Regions from separate parts of the Mus musculus genome. Here all the other regions are linked to region 1. The links are chromatin contacts, called in public HiChIP or PLAC-seq maps. All regions are on one chromosome and are shown on one strand. Each heading gives the region's core, a stretch centred on a gene start, on an enhancer-like site or on the middle of the called end of the contact. The rest is flanking DNA. Distances are from core to core; before and after follow the strand shown. Region 1 holds the start of Kcnh5 (potassium voltage-gated channel, subfamily H (eag-related), member 5). Region 2 holds the start of 1700086L19Rik (RIKEN cDNA 1700086L19 gene). Region 3 has its middle 46 kb from the start of Gm34552. Region 4 has its middle 200 kb from the start of Gm34552.

Region 1 (2,931 bases), core at 172-2,671:
ATTTGATCCGAGTAACTGCCTTCCCATTTTCCAAGCACTGACTGTTTAGGATTCAATTCCGACTACTCGCCCTAAGGCAGGGTACTTTCAGTTGTGCACAGTGGGTCCAAAAGCCATCCTAGTGACTTAAATTTGATGAAGTGGCCACTTTCCCAGTCATTCCCAACTTAAAAGGAAAGCTTCCTCCAAAAACTGGCTCTAAGAATTTGGTCAGCGCTTGCAGCTTGTTTGGGGAGCGATGGGACAAGGAGCGATTCATCATCAAAGTGAAATTCAAAGCTATTTTGATGGACCTCCGCTCTACCCACCCCCTTTCCTAGCTCCTACTCTAAGGTCTGGACAGGTGGGAGGGGGTACATCTCTCTTAGGAAACAGATGCAACTTAAGTCCCTCCACCACCTCCTTCCCGGCCCCCACCCACCCTAAGCCACCAGGTACCACTGCCTACACCCCCTCCCCCCTTAGAAGAGGGATGGGATGGGCAGGACGGGGGCGCCGTGGGCGGGATGAAGGTAGGGAATGTTCTGAACTGCAACTCTCCTTACCACTGGAGCGCCTGACGATGTTCTCCAAAAATGTGTTCTGCGGAGCCACCAGCCCTCTCTTGCCCCCCGGCATCCTGGGTCTGGAAAGCAGCGGCCAGGATCCGCGGCGGGGGAGGGGGGGAAGCAGGAAGAAAAGGTGGAAGAAGAGGAGGAAAAGGTAGTGGAGATGGTGCTGAAAGAAAAGGGGGCGCGGCGGCGGCGGCGGGGTCCCCTGAGTGTGTCTCCAGCCCGACCCGGATGAGCAGCTCTGGGAAGGAGGACCAAGCAGTTCATGGTAGTAGCGCTCCCCCGGCCGCCGCTGCCCAGACTGTGGCGGTGCCGCACACGGGGCTGGGGAACTGCAGGCTCCGCCGGGCACAGTGCGCCTGCGCCGCCCCCGCTGTCGCTGTCCCGCCGGTGCTGATGCTGAGGCTGCTGCTGAAGATGCTGCCGGGGAGGCAGGAGCCCGGACGCGGGCTCAGCATTTCTCCCTCTGCCCCGCGCCCGGGCTCTGGGAGAGAGCGAGGAGCAACTCGACTTCCCTCTCCCCACCCCTAGCCCAGGCTAAGACCCCATTCCTTAGCTCTCTGCTCCCTTGGTCTCCTAGCCCACCCTTCTCACTCAGCTGTTTCACAGCTACCCAGGGCAGCCAAAGTTCTGTCCAGGCTTTGCGAGCGCCTAGTGGCTGCTCCTTTCTCCAGGAAGATCCAGACAAGTGCTCGCTGGCTGGTGCGGGCTGTTGTTCGCGAGGCAGGCACCAGAGAGGGAAATGGCAATCTCTGGGGAGAGCAGGTCACATCTCAGCTTCTCCTGCTGCCGCTGTCCGAAACCCCAGCAGCTCCGGAGGACTCGGGTCCTGGGGCTGAGATGCAAGAGGGCTCCTGCTCTAGCCCAGACTGTGCGCCGAGTAGGAAGTGACTGGGTGGCGCTCGGGGACGCGGAGCAGCCACCTGACGCTGCTACCGCCCCCCTCCGGGCTCTGGCGCCTGAAGCCTCCACACGGGAGCTTTCTACACCCTGAGAAACCCCACTATTTGGAGCAGAAGCCAGATGGAATATGAGAGCAGAGCTGGCACCCGGAATGGCCCTGCGCCCCAGGCTGGATTTGGCGCGCGAGGGGTGGGGAGGGAGGTTGGCTCTGACACAGCCTCTGGAGAGCTACCCCAGGGCTGCTAAGTACAGGAGAACAGGAAACCGGATCCCCCTACCCAAACTTGGAAAAAAGAAAAAAGAAAAATAAGAGTTCACTTAATGCTCGATGCTAGCAGTCCAAAGAGAGAGTCAACAATTCAGACAAGAGCGCGAGCAACCGGCAGCGCTTGCGTGGAAAAGTGGTACAAGCTGAGAGAATAAAGCTGCGCAAGGCTGGGGAGAGGCCGCCCTCCTCTACATTCAGGACCTGGACCGGAGTGGGACTGTTAAAAAGCGGTCTAAAAGCAGGGGGCAGCCACACGAAAGGGAAATTTCCACAAGTGAGAAAGGGACCGGAAGACATGAAAAGAAAGGGGGAGCCCAAAGAGCTTGGCAGCCCCTTCTTTTGTGAAAGGCGCTGTTTTTGCTCCAGGCTACAGCATTAGCATCCCCTAAGAAGTCTTGACATGCAAATTTGGGGGCCTTATCCCTAAGTAGGGGCGCTAAGAACTCTGAGGATGGAGTTTATCAATCTGTTGGTAATAAACCCTCTGCCTAAATATGATACCCAAGCCACAAGCGTAGGGCAACCCTAAACTTCCCTTTAGGAGACTCCACCTGGGCCTGTGGAGTCAAGAACCCTCTGGGAACAGAAAAGGCTCTGAGTTGGGGGAGAGGCAGGGGGCAAAGGGTAAAGGTTAGTTGAATGATACATCTTGGTTGCTGGGGTCAAGCTACCCAGGGCGAGGTAATCTTTGTGGAAATGATTGCCTGTCAAACAGAGGGCATCCTGAGAGTAAGAGCAGCAGCATCTACTTGCTACCTACGGGCCTGTGACAGTGAAATACTCCTCCATTCACTGGCCTTTAAAGTGCTCTCCCTAGCTCTCTGTCTCTCTGTCTGTCTCTGTCTCTGTCTGTCTCTTGCTCGCTCTATCTATCTATCTACCTACCTACCTACCTACCTACCTACCTACCTACCTACCTATCTATGTATCTATCTCTGGCAGAGAGTTAAATGTAAAGCCAGGATCCAGGTTTTACCCTACGGTAATTTTTCTTTCCTCCAAAATTTCCGCTCCCCACCCAGAGCCAGGGCAGCTGCACAAATTTGAAAGGTGGCCATGCCAAAAGTTAGCTCCATGGAGATTCCTTCTGAGGGAAAATGAAAACGGGTTGGGCCACAGGAATAACAAGGACTTCACAACCAGACCCATCACTACAACCCCAATTTTAAACACATACTTCATTTCCCCTTCTGCTGTGTCTTACATGAC
Region 2 (2,931 bases), core at 153-2,652, 890 kb before region 1:
GTAGGTACTGGAGACCTCTGAACTGTGGGATCATACTGTACCCCGCTAGCCTTGAAGATGGCTGCCCCCACCCCCACCCCTTAGTACTTAACCCAGTGCTATGCAGCAGCAGCCTGGCTTGGATCTAAACACAGTATTTCTTTCTAAGTGAGTCCCAGGGGTGCTGATTTCCATCCTGGCCCTGGCCCTGGCCCAACTCTCTAGGGAGCCAGGGAAATTCTGTACTCCTTTCTTAGGAGAAATTTATCATCAAGGGAGCATGCTAAGCAGAATTTCTTTACTAGGTATTTTGGTTTCCTTTCTTGAATTTGCTCATTGGCTTCTCAGATGTTCCCACTTTGAGGTTCTTGCAGTCTTCTTTTTTTTCTTTCCCCTCAATAAAATAAAACCATTTCACAACAGCCACGGTGAGGATGAGAAGCAATGGTCAAGAATACAAACAAAAACTGAATCAAAATAAGCTCTATCAAGAAATTGGAGAAGCTGCAAACCTTTGTGGAAACTACATTAAAGCAACAATGACTGAAACATATGTAGTTTCCCCAGTATCCTTTGTGGAAAGTACCCTTTTGAGGTGCATTTAAAAAGATAGATTTTATTTGCCTTTTGAGAACTTAATACAGGTATGCAATGTGTTTCGACCATATTCATTTCCCACTCCCGGGACCACTATCCCTGGAAACCCCTACATCTTTCTTCCAACTTCATGTCATTTGTGTGATTATTTTTTATAGAACATTTCATATTAATTGAAGGGTTTATTCTTCTCTCATTTAGATGAAGTCTAATGGTATAGAGGCAGAACACTAGACCATGGGAACACCCCATGGAAACACTCCCCCTCGTCTACCCGGTGCCATCCTCCCGTTTTTAGGAGGTAGCCATATAGGGTGCCCAAAGGAATTAGACTCAGGATTGAGTTTCATGGATTAATATTTCCCTCTTTCAAGTCTGTCAATTGCTCAAACCTGCTTGTAGTAACAGGAACACAGTGGGACACAGTCCCGGAGCCAAAGGATCCCTCACACCTTTAAATGCAGTTCCACCTCTGTCCCCATTCAACTTCCATGGGGACACCAATCCAGCCTCCAGTGAGTGACCGTTTTCTGGGACGCGAGACTCCTCTTAACGCTCAGGCCCGCGACGCTCCCGCTCCCGTGTCGCCAGCTCTCCTGGACCAAGTCAGTGTGACCCGTGGCTGGACCCCTCGTTCTCAGCCTTCCTTCCCGGTAGAGCTCCCAGTCTGGCTCTCAGTAGCCCCCTCTGGCGCCCGAGACCTTCAGGAAAGTTGCTTCGGGCGGTGGAGGGGCGTCATCGCCTCCTAGCAACGCTCCTAGCAACCGGATAACATCTGCTCCCTTTGGTCCAATGCGCGCCTAGAAAAGCCGCGCGCCCGCCTCGCGTTCTGAGCCGGAGCGAGAGGCGCTTCAGAGAAGGAGGGACCGACCTGCAGGAGCCGGCCGCCCCGCCGAGCTGCAGTCGCTGCCGCCGCCGCTGTCGCTGTCGCTGTCAGAACCCGTCCGAAGAGTGACACCTTCGCGAAAAAACAGGAGCTGTGAAACATTTGCACACGCAGTCTTCGGGTAAGTGGACCCCTCTCAAGGTTTGCCAGGACCCCTCCAGCCAGGCATCTGACCCGAGGCCCAGAGAAGACGCGTTCCCTACGGCTGGAGGTTAGGGACTTGGCCTCGGATCCCACCCTGCCCCCAGCCACTGAAAAGTGACTAGCCACTGGTCCCGAATAACTTGATTTGATTTTTTAAATGCCAGGATTGGATATTGAGACTCCCCCTCTGTTCGCTACTGTCTGTTAGTGCTTAGAAGTTTTCCACCTTCCTTGATTTTGCTTTGCCTGGCTGCCCGAGGCTGGAGAGCTGGAGGCAGCTCCCAAAGGCAGCCCGTGGTTATGGATAAAACGACACGAAGTAGGCTCCACGAAATTCAGTCAACACGGGCTTCTGTTTTAGGTCCTCATCTGGAAAGGGTCCAGCTGGCCAGGAGCAGTGGTTCACTGGTCCTCAGCCTCCTGAGCAGTAACCATAGTAACTCACCTCTCTAGATGGGATCGTCCTTATTGGATGCCCGTCTTCCCTTGGAAAGCCCGTCTCTCTAAATATAGAAGATGATGAGATCCGTGAGCACACAGCCATGCAGACTAGGTGTGGTTAAACGGAACCCTTTGCTGAGAACTATCTTCAAACGTGGAGCAGCTACTTCAGACCTTGCCAGAAAGAGTCAGTATGTCAGAGAAAGAACAAGTTATGGTGTTTTGAGTTAATTGCTTTGTTATTTTGGAGGGTGATGCAGCCTAAAATTATACAAGAGCTGGCTGTGATTTTTTTTTTAATCACATTTCCCCAAAATAACCGCTCGAGTAAATCACTGACAAGATGAACTATTGTGCACTTTTCAGATCTCTTAGGGGGAGTTGACGTCGCTCCTACTTAAACTTAAGTGATCCTGAGTTTGAAGGTTTATCTTTCTTTCTAAACCATGTCCCAGATCGGCCCCACCTCAAACGTCTCAGTGCCGCCCCCCATCCCCACCCCACCCGCCTTCTCCTGCCCTGATAACTTATTCATGTCCCTGCATCCCTGATTCTTTAGAGGTGTCTTATGCCAGTATGTCTCCTTGTTTCAAGATCCCAGGTCCCCATTCATGAGCCCGAGGCTGTGAGACATGCTCCATGTGCCAAGGGGAGTTCTCACCACATCTTCCGAGGCTGTCCTAGACATACACTCTTCGGTCTGAGTCAGCATTACCAGGTAATCACCCTCCGAAGAGAAATTACTGTTTAAATATGTATCCAGAGAAATAAACGCTAATGTAGCAGCCCGGCAACTTACAGGATCAATAGAAGGGGCTGTTTGTATGGGCGGTTGCTGGGGAGAAGTCAATAAAGGTTTTCTGTAAAAAGGACATTTGTAGGCT
Region 3 (2,931 bases), core at 173-2,672, 810 kb before region 1:
CTCTTTATCTCCTCACTCACTCGAGATTTTAAACACAGCCATGGAAGGAGAATGAATCCTGTTTAAAAAAAAAAACTCCCACAAGCCCTGAGATAAATCTGTTGTCTAATGGAGAGACAGATATACTTATGTTAAACAAACAAACAAATAAGCCATCTATACTATTTAAAGTCCCAGCGTCTGCCTAAGTCAGGCTGGGGCCACTCCCTTGTATTCTCTGTTTGTAGGCAGTTTTGTGATCTATCTGCATGCTGAGAAGTGCTTCCTACTTTGAAAGGTCTGGGCTGAAGGAGAGCCAACACACTGATAATTCTGCAGGCTGCAGCAGGCAATCAAACAGGCAGTTGAGGTGTGAAGTGGATAAAACCTTCCTTCCTGTGGGATTTGCTGAGATATACTGAGGGTTTTCTCTTATTTGATTGTTAGTTTCTCTCACTGGATCTTTCTGCGAACATCTCACACACAGACACACACACACACATGAGAGAGAGAGAGACAGAGGCAGAGAGAGAGAGAGTCAGAGACAGAGAGACAGAGAGAGAGACAGAGAGAGACAGAGGGGGGAGAGAGAGTAGAGTGAGAGAGATTACAGTTATGATGAACTCTAGCCTATCAAACATGCTATGCAATTGTTGATGCTTTGCAGTCCCTCTGCCTTTCTGGTTAAAGTTCAGTAAAAATCAAACCAGAAAGCAGACTCACTTCGAGTATAAATTTTAGCAAGTGAATTAGAGTAGGCAAAACATCATGCTTGCCAATTCCAAATTAAGGGTGGGTTGCACTGACATCTGTTTCTCATAGCCTTGTAAAGTTCTGCTGTGCCCATGCACTTATGGCAGCTGTGGTCACCTGCACAGGATCAAACCAGTTAACACTGTAGTATGGGTTATTAAAAATACAAAGAACATGAACTTCAGAGGTAGGGTAGGCTGGAGGAATCTGCAAGGAGTTACGGGAAGAGGTAGGGGGAAAAATGAGCAAAATATATCATATATGTAAATTAGCTTTGTTATTTTTATGTGATGAAAGACTGTATACACCCATATGTGTGTATGTGTCCTTCTGTCTGTCTGTCTGTCTGTCTGTCTGTCTGTCTGTCTCTCTCTCTCTCTCTCTCTCTCTCTCTCTCTCGGAAAGGATATGCATCAGTCTAAGCCCAGTGTAGATGGCCACACAGAACTGGATAGTGACCCACAGTGTAAGACCAACGATGACTACCTTACACAGATACTCGTGATGAGATCCTGTTTTCCTAGCCTTCCTGCCGCTTGCATGCATACTCATGTTGAAGGGCTCACTGCTCAGAGAGGCTTCTGTAACCTGTTTTTCTCCGTGACCCAATTTTAATGCTTCTCCTGGGAGAGAACTTCAAGCACATTTCTGCATATCAAGATGCAGCTGGGCACCAGCAGCCTTAGAATAATGCTTCTTGAAAAAGCCTAGGCTGTGCTGCTTAACGAAGCTCACTCTGCGCACAGTGACAGGAGAGCTAAGCCTCAGCATCTAAAACCATCCAAGCAAATGCCAATTTGGGCAAGGCGGATAAAGGGGTGTTATTAGAGGAGCTGCCTTCTTCATTTTAATGAACTCTTTCCTGAGGTTTATCTGGCCAAACGGCATAGTACCTAGAAGTGGGAACCTTTCCTTTCACTGTTCCAGAATCGCTGTCAAACACGGGTGATGAGGAGGGAAAACGAGTTGTAACTGGAGTTTGAAGATCTTTATGGTAAATCTCATGGACAATGCTGGCATTACGCTAGAATTCCTTCATCAGCAGCTGCAAAGCACTGCAGTCTCCTTTCCCTCCAAGAGACAAATGTTAAAGCCCGATCCTAAATACACTTAATTCAGGAGCATGGGGAGGGCGGGCTGTAAGAGGTGAATAGGTCATGAGGGTTGGGTCCTTATGAACAGGATTAGTCCTGATCCTCGAATATTTTGGATCATATGACAAAAATACCCTAGGCTTGGTTAGTTAAGGAAAACACACTTATGTGCCTCACTTTTCTAGAGGTTGGATGGTCCAGAAAGCATGACAACAGCATTCTGGTGAGGCCCCCTTGGCTATATCGCAGCACAGCAGAGTCAGAAAAGAGATGTGTGCAGAAGAGTGTCCATGAACATATAGGGTCTTGCTCTACAACAACCAGCCAAATGGCTGAATCCAGGCACACGTGGCTTGGTCCTCTTCTTTGAGAAGTAGTGATTCCTTTATGCGCTTGGAGCCTCTAGTAACAAATTATGCTCCAAGAAGCTCTCGACTTCAGGCTCCACCACATCAATACCAGCATGACTACACTGAGTGAGGACCAGACCTCCAACACACAGCCCCTGGGGACAAGCTATCTTAACACCTTAGCAGTATCTTTAAAAGAAGCAGGGTGGACTTGTTTTTCTATGATGTGAGGATACCAGGCCTCACCAGAGACTGGCCAGGGCTTTGGCTGAGCTATCCAACCACCAGAACTGTGAAATATTAAATTCTATTGTTTATAAGTTACTCAGATTAAGTTATGTTATTAAATAGCCCCAGATGGCTTAATACAAATATCAAACATCACCTAAGAGTGTCCCCCACGTTTAAAGCACTAATACAGAAAAAGGAGGAATGCACCAATGTTTATGGAACCAATATCAGCATCATCAATTCCAGACTTTTCAGAAGTCACCAAACAAGGGGCTGGAGATGGCACAGAGGTTAGTAGCACGCAGTGTTTGTGCAGGGCACCTGAGTTTGCTTCTCAGCACCCAAGTCTTGAAGCTCACAACGTGTAACTCCGTCTTCAGTGGATCCCGTTCGCTCCTCTGGACTCCCTGGGTACTTGCTTGCACTCAGATACACAATCACTATGTGCAGATATACATAGTTAGAAATAAATCTTAAAAAGCAGAAGTTACCAGACAAGGCAACTAGCGGTTTGGCTAAAACTA
Region 4 (2,931 bases), core at 237-2,736, 660 kb before region 1:
ACCTGGAAGCTTATACCTGATGGATACATTTCATGGTAAGGGAAGGTTATATGTATGCTACCAGAGAAGAAAAGTGATCACAAGTCAACCTTATCAATCTGTGAACAAAAATGAGTTATAAAAATGACAATCCTGTCTAAGCATGACCACTGGTACAATGGTGGCACAAATGTCATGAAGGTAACCAGTCACTTTCAGATTGGATTTAAAAACCCATTCCAGAAGACAAAAACCCATTCTACACTTGGCACCATTATAAAGGCCCAATTTATTTTTTAATATATCATAAGGCCCATGTGAAAGCTTACTACTACTGTTCTGCTAAACTGACATAGTATTAAATCAACTCTTAATGATTTATATTTATGCTCAATAGATTGATGTATCTCTTAACTCTCATCAGCTAATCTTTATTCTGCAGTAGGTGGTAGTACACAATTGGTTAAGATGTGGAGAATAAAATACTGTAGCCCTAAATGGGATGTCTATAAGAACTTCCTTCCTTCTAAGGCCCAGATATCATTGTATTTCTAAAACCAGAATATTTTCTTGTCCTGTATATCCTTGAACATGCATGTTAACGGGGATTAATGGCATTATTAAAGAAAAACCTACTATGATTAAAAACTAGATTGGGATAGTGCCAAGATTGACAGGGCTCTTGGCCTTCTGTGGAGGAAGCCAGGCTTACACAAAGCTTGGAAAAGCAGATGCTCACAGTCACACCTGCATACCGTGCCTCCTCCAAAGGTTAATAATGTCGTGTGTAGAGGCTTCTAGAGGGAAGAGTTTTATATTGTGTATTTACTTGAAAGGTCTAGAACATGGGAGAGATTTTCTGCCAATAATGTTCTGAAAGTTTCCAAAGCTGGAAGAATTGAGAACTGAAGACAGAACATGCAAAGACATAGAGTGGTCTGTAGTAGGATTTAGAGTGAGTCTGACCCATCACACGTCATCAGGTGAAAATATGCACAAAATATTATCTTCGCCTCTCTGCCATGCCTTTGCATAGAGGGTATCTTCTCATTATTGAACTCAAAGCAGGGCAGATAAGTGAGAATTTGGCAAACAGCTAGGTGCACGTTTTTGGTAGAGCTTATTGGCTTCATCCTGACTGCACCCATTTAAAGGAAACATAGCAATCACTTCAGAAGCAGGAGCAACACCATTGGATTTGAACCACAAGAACCTTCTCCCCTCCCCCAGCTTTCCTTTTCTCTGAAGAAAAGATTCCCATTGGGCCTCTTGTTTCTGTGTTAGTGTCTGCGTTCTGATGCTGATTCCACCCGGCAGGTCCTGAGTCCAGTCCTATGTTCTCATTTGTGTCCTGAATATATTTGGCAGTCACTGGTACTGTTACTGCTGATGATAAAGATGACATGGATCTTTTTGGGCAGGGATTCTCAGCTGTTGTCTGCTCTGAAACATCCAGTTAATGAGTTGAGCGAGTGCTGTGTGGGAGCTGGTGGGGCTGACAGATCCATTTGCTTCCAAAAGGAGCAGCTGCCTGTGACTGAGAGCTGAAGCAGCATAGCCCAAGGCAGGGCCATCCCCAGCCTGCTACTGACTGGCCTGCGACTCTGCCAGGATAAAGATATTCTAGCTGGGTGTGGGGTGATGGTTTTGAAAAATTTTTTTTTGATTTTTAATTTTTTTATTTTGTATTGAAAAAGATTTTTATATGGAATATGCCAATCATGGTTTTCCCTCCCCCAATTCCTCCCAGATCCTCACCACCTCCCCTCTCATCCAATTATACACTGTTTCTCATACTCTTAAACAAACAAGGAAGAAACCAATACACACAAACACACACACACACACACACACACACACACACACTCACACACAGAGACAGAGAGAGACAGAGAGAGAAAGAGAGAGAGACAGAGACAGAGAAAGAGATAGAGACAGAGACAGAGAGAAAGAGGCATACATTCACACCTGCATATGTACCTATATATAGAATCCAAAATCATAAAAATCCAAAACAAACAACCAAAATATACAAGCAAAAGACCCATAAGACAAAAAATCAAATACATAAACAAAGCAATATGTCACAAAAGTCTATAAAAATACCAATGCATTCATTTTGTGTTGGCCATTTACTACTGGGCATGGGCTGGGATGGTATTTTATTTCAAATAGAAAAATTTTCCATCTGCATGCTTAAATGTGGCCTGATGTAGTTTTATTCTCATCCATATAAATGGAGATATTTTTTCAAATGTCAGAAGTAGGGGGAAGAGATTCTTCATTCACAGTAAGTTTTCAGCCACTCTCAGGTTGGCAATAGCCCATGATATGCTTCCATCACATATTCCTGTGGGATATGAATTAAAATAGTAGGATGTGGTGAATGAAACCAGAGCTGCTGCAGTTGGGCTTTCACTGCCTTCATCGGAGGTGAGAGATGTCTAGTGTTTGACCCTTAATACCGCTCTTCTGCAGTGCCTTTGGTTTTCATGTCTATGCTCAACATGGAAAGAGTCAGTCCGAGATGAGAACTTTTATGGTCCTGATCTGAGAGTTGCTCCTGCCAGAGTGCTCAGCAAATGCTCCTCTCTTCACTCCCCCACCCCTGTCTCCCACAGTGATGGGGTGCGTAAAGGAGACATTGAGACTCCCTAGAAAGCCATAGGTAGTAAAAGCTGGGGAAAAATAACTAATATCATAAAGGAGCAGTGGAGTATAATACATGAATAAATATCTATGAAACGATTGATAAACAATACAGATGGAGGAAAAAAATAGACAAAGCTCTGTGGCCTTACAGAGGAATTAAAGTTTCTGTACATACTTTACTTATAGAGAAGTGTAGCGCAACTCTCTATTCATTAAATGAAGTCTGGTCCTAGGTTACAGTTTCCAAAGAATGCAAGGGAAATGGGAAAATGAGTAGCACTGCAGGGCAGAAACTTGAGA

Evidence for each region. HiChIP or PLAC-seq counts read pairs in DNA pulled down with a chosen protein or histone mark.
Region 2: a contact with region 1 is called in an H3K4me3 HiChIP or PLAC-seq map of embryonic stem cells, with 10 times the contacts expected there. The contact joins the promoter of 1700086L19Rik here to the promoter of Kcnh5 in region 1. A contact is called at or near these places in 6 of 39 promoter capture datasets (the HPC-7 cell line, cranial neural crest, embryonic stem cells and 2 more), 1 of 484 Hi-C or Micro-C datasets (embryonic stem cells), 5 of 115 datasets of contacts at active chromatin or transcription factors (astrocytes, embryonic stem cells and stem cell-derived neural progenitor cells) and 1 of 9 other capture datasets (macrophages).
Region 3: a contact with region 1 is called in an H3K27ac HiChIP or PLAC-seq map of SST interneurons, with 9 times the contacts expected there. The contact joins the enhancer-like site here to the promoter of Kcnh5 in region 1. A contact is called at or near these places in 12 of 39 promoter capture datasets (the SN4741 cell line, cranial neural crest, embryonic stem cells and 7 more), 8 of 115 datasets of contacts at active chromatin or transcription factors (SST interneurons, craniofacial prominence, embryonic basal ganglia and 5 more) and 2 of 9 other capture datasets (adipose tissue and pancreatic islet).
Region 4: an H3K4me3 HiChIP or PLAC-seq map of neural tube shows a contact between it and region 1, with 3 times the contacts expected there. The contact joins the enhancer-like site here to the promoter of Kcnh5 in region 1. A contact is called at or near these places in 14 of 39 promoter capture datasets (the 3T3-L1 cell line, 3T3-L1-derived adipocytes, cranial neural crest and 8 more), 1 of 484 Hi-C or Micro-C datasets (uterus) and 7 of 115 datasets of contacts at active chromatin or transcription factors (astrocytes, embryonic forebrain, embryonic hindbrain and 4 more).

The regions. Positions count from the first base shown.
Region 1 is chr12:75,175,911-75,178,841 of GRCm38.p6, forward strand. Kcnh5 (potassium voltage-gated channel, subfamily H (eag-related), member 5) reads right to left here and starts at 1,422. Exons shown (of 11, transcript NM_172805.3): 1 at 546-1,422. The coding sequence starts at 618.
Region 2 is chr12:74,282,874-74,285,804 of GRCm38.p6, forward strand. 1700086L19Rik (RIKEN cDNA 1700086L19 gene) reads left to right here and starts at 1,403. Exons shown (of 4, transcript NR_030735.1): 1 at 1,403-1,583; 2 at 2,642-2,765.
Region 3 is chr12:74,361,834-74,364,764 of GRCm38.p6, forward strand. No RefSeq gene overlaps it. Among named protein-coding and RNA genes, the nearest start is that of Gm34552, 46 kb to the left of the region's middle. Within about 2 kb of position 1,423, at least 18 of the 459 cell types and tissues checked have an H3K27ac peak or open chromatin away from gene starts, as enhancers often do. A contact at or near this core is called in SST interneurons and forebrain, where this site is marked.
Region 4 is chr12:74,515,250-74,518,180 of GRCm38.p6, forward strand. No RefSeq gene overlaps it. Among named protein-coding and RNA genes, the nearest start is that of Gm34552, 200 kb to the left of the region's middle. Within about 2 kb of position 1,487, at least 19 of the 459 cell types and tissues checked have an H3K27ac peak or open chromatin away from gene starts, as enhancers often do. A contact at or near this core is called in neural tube, where this site is marked.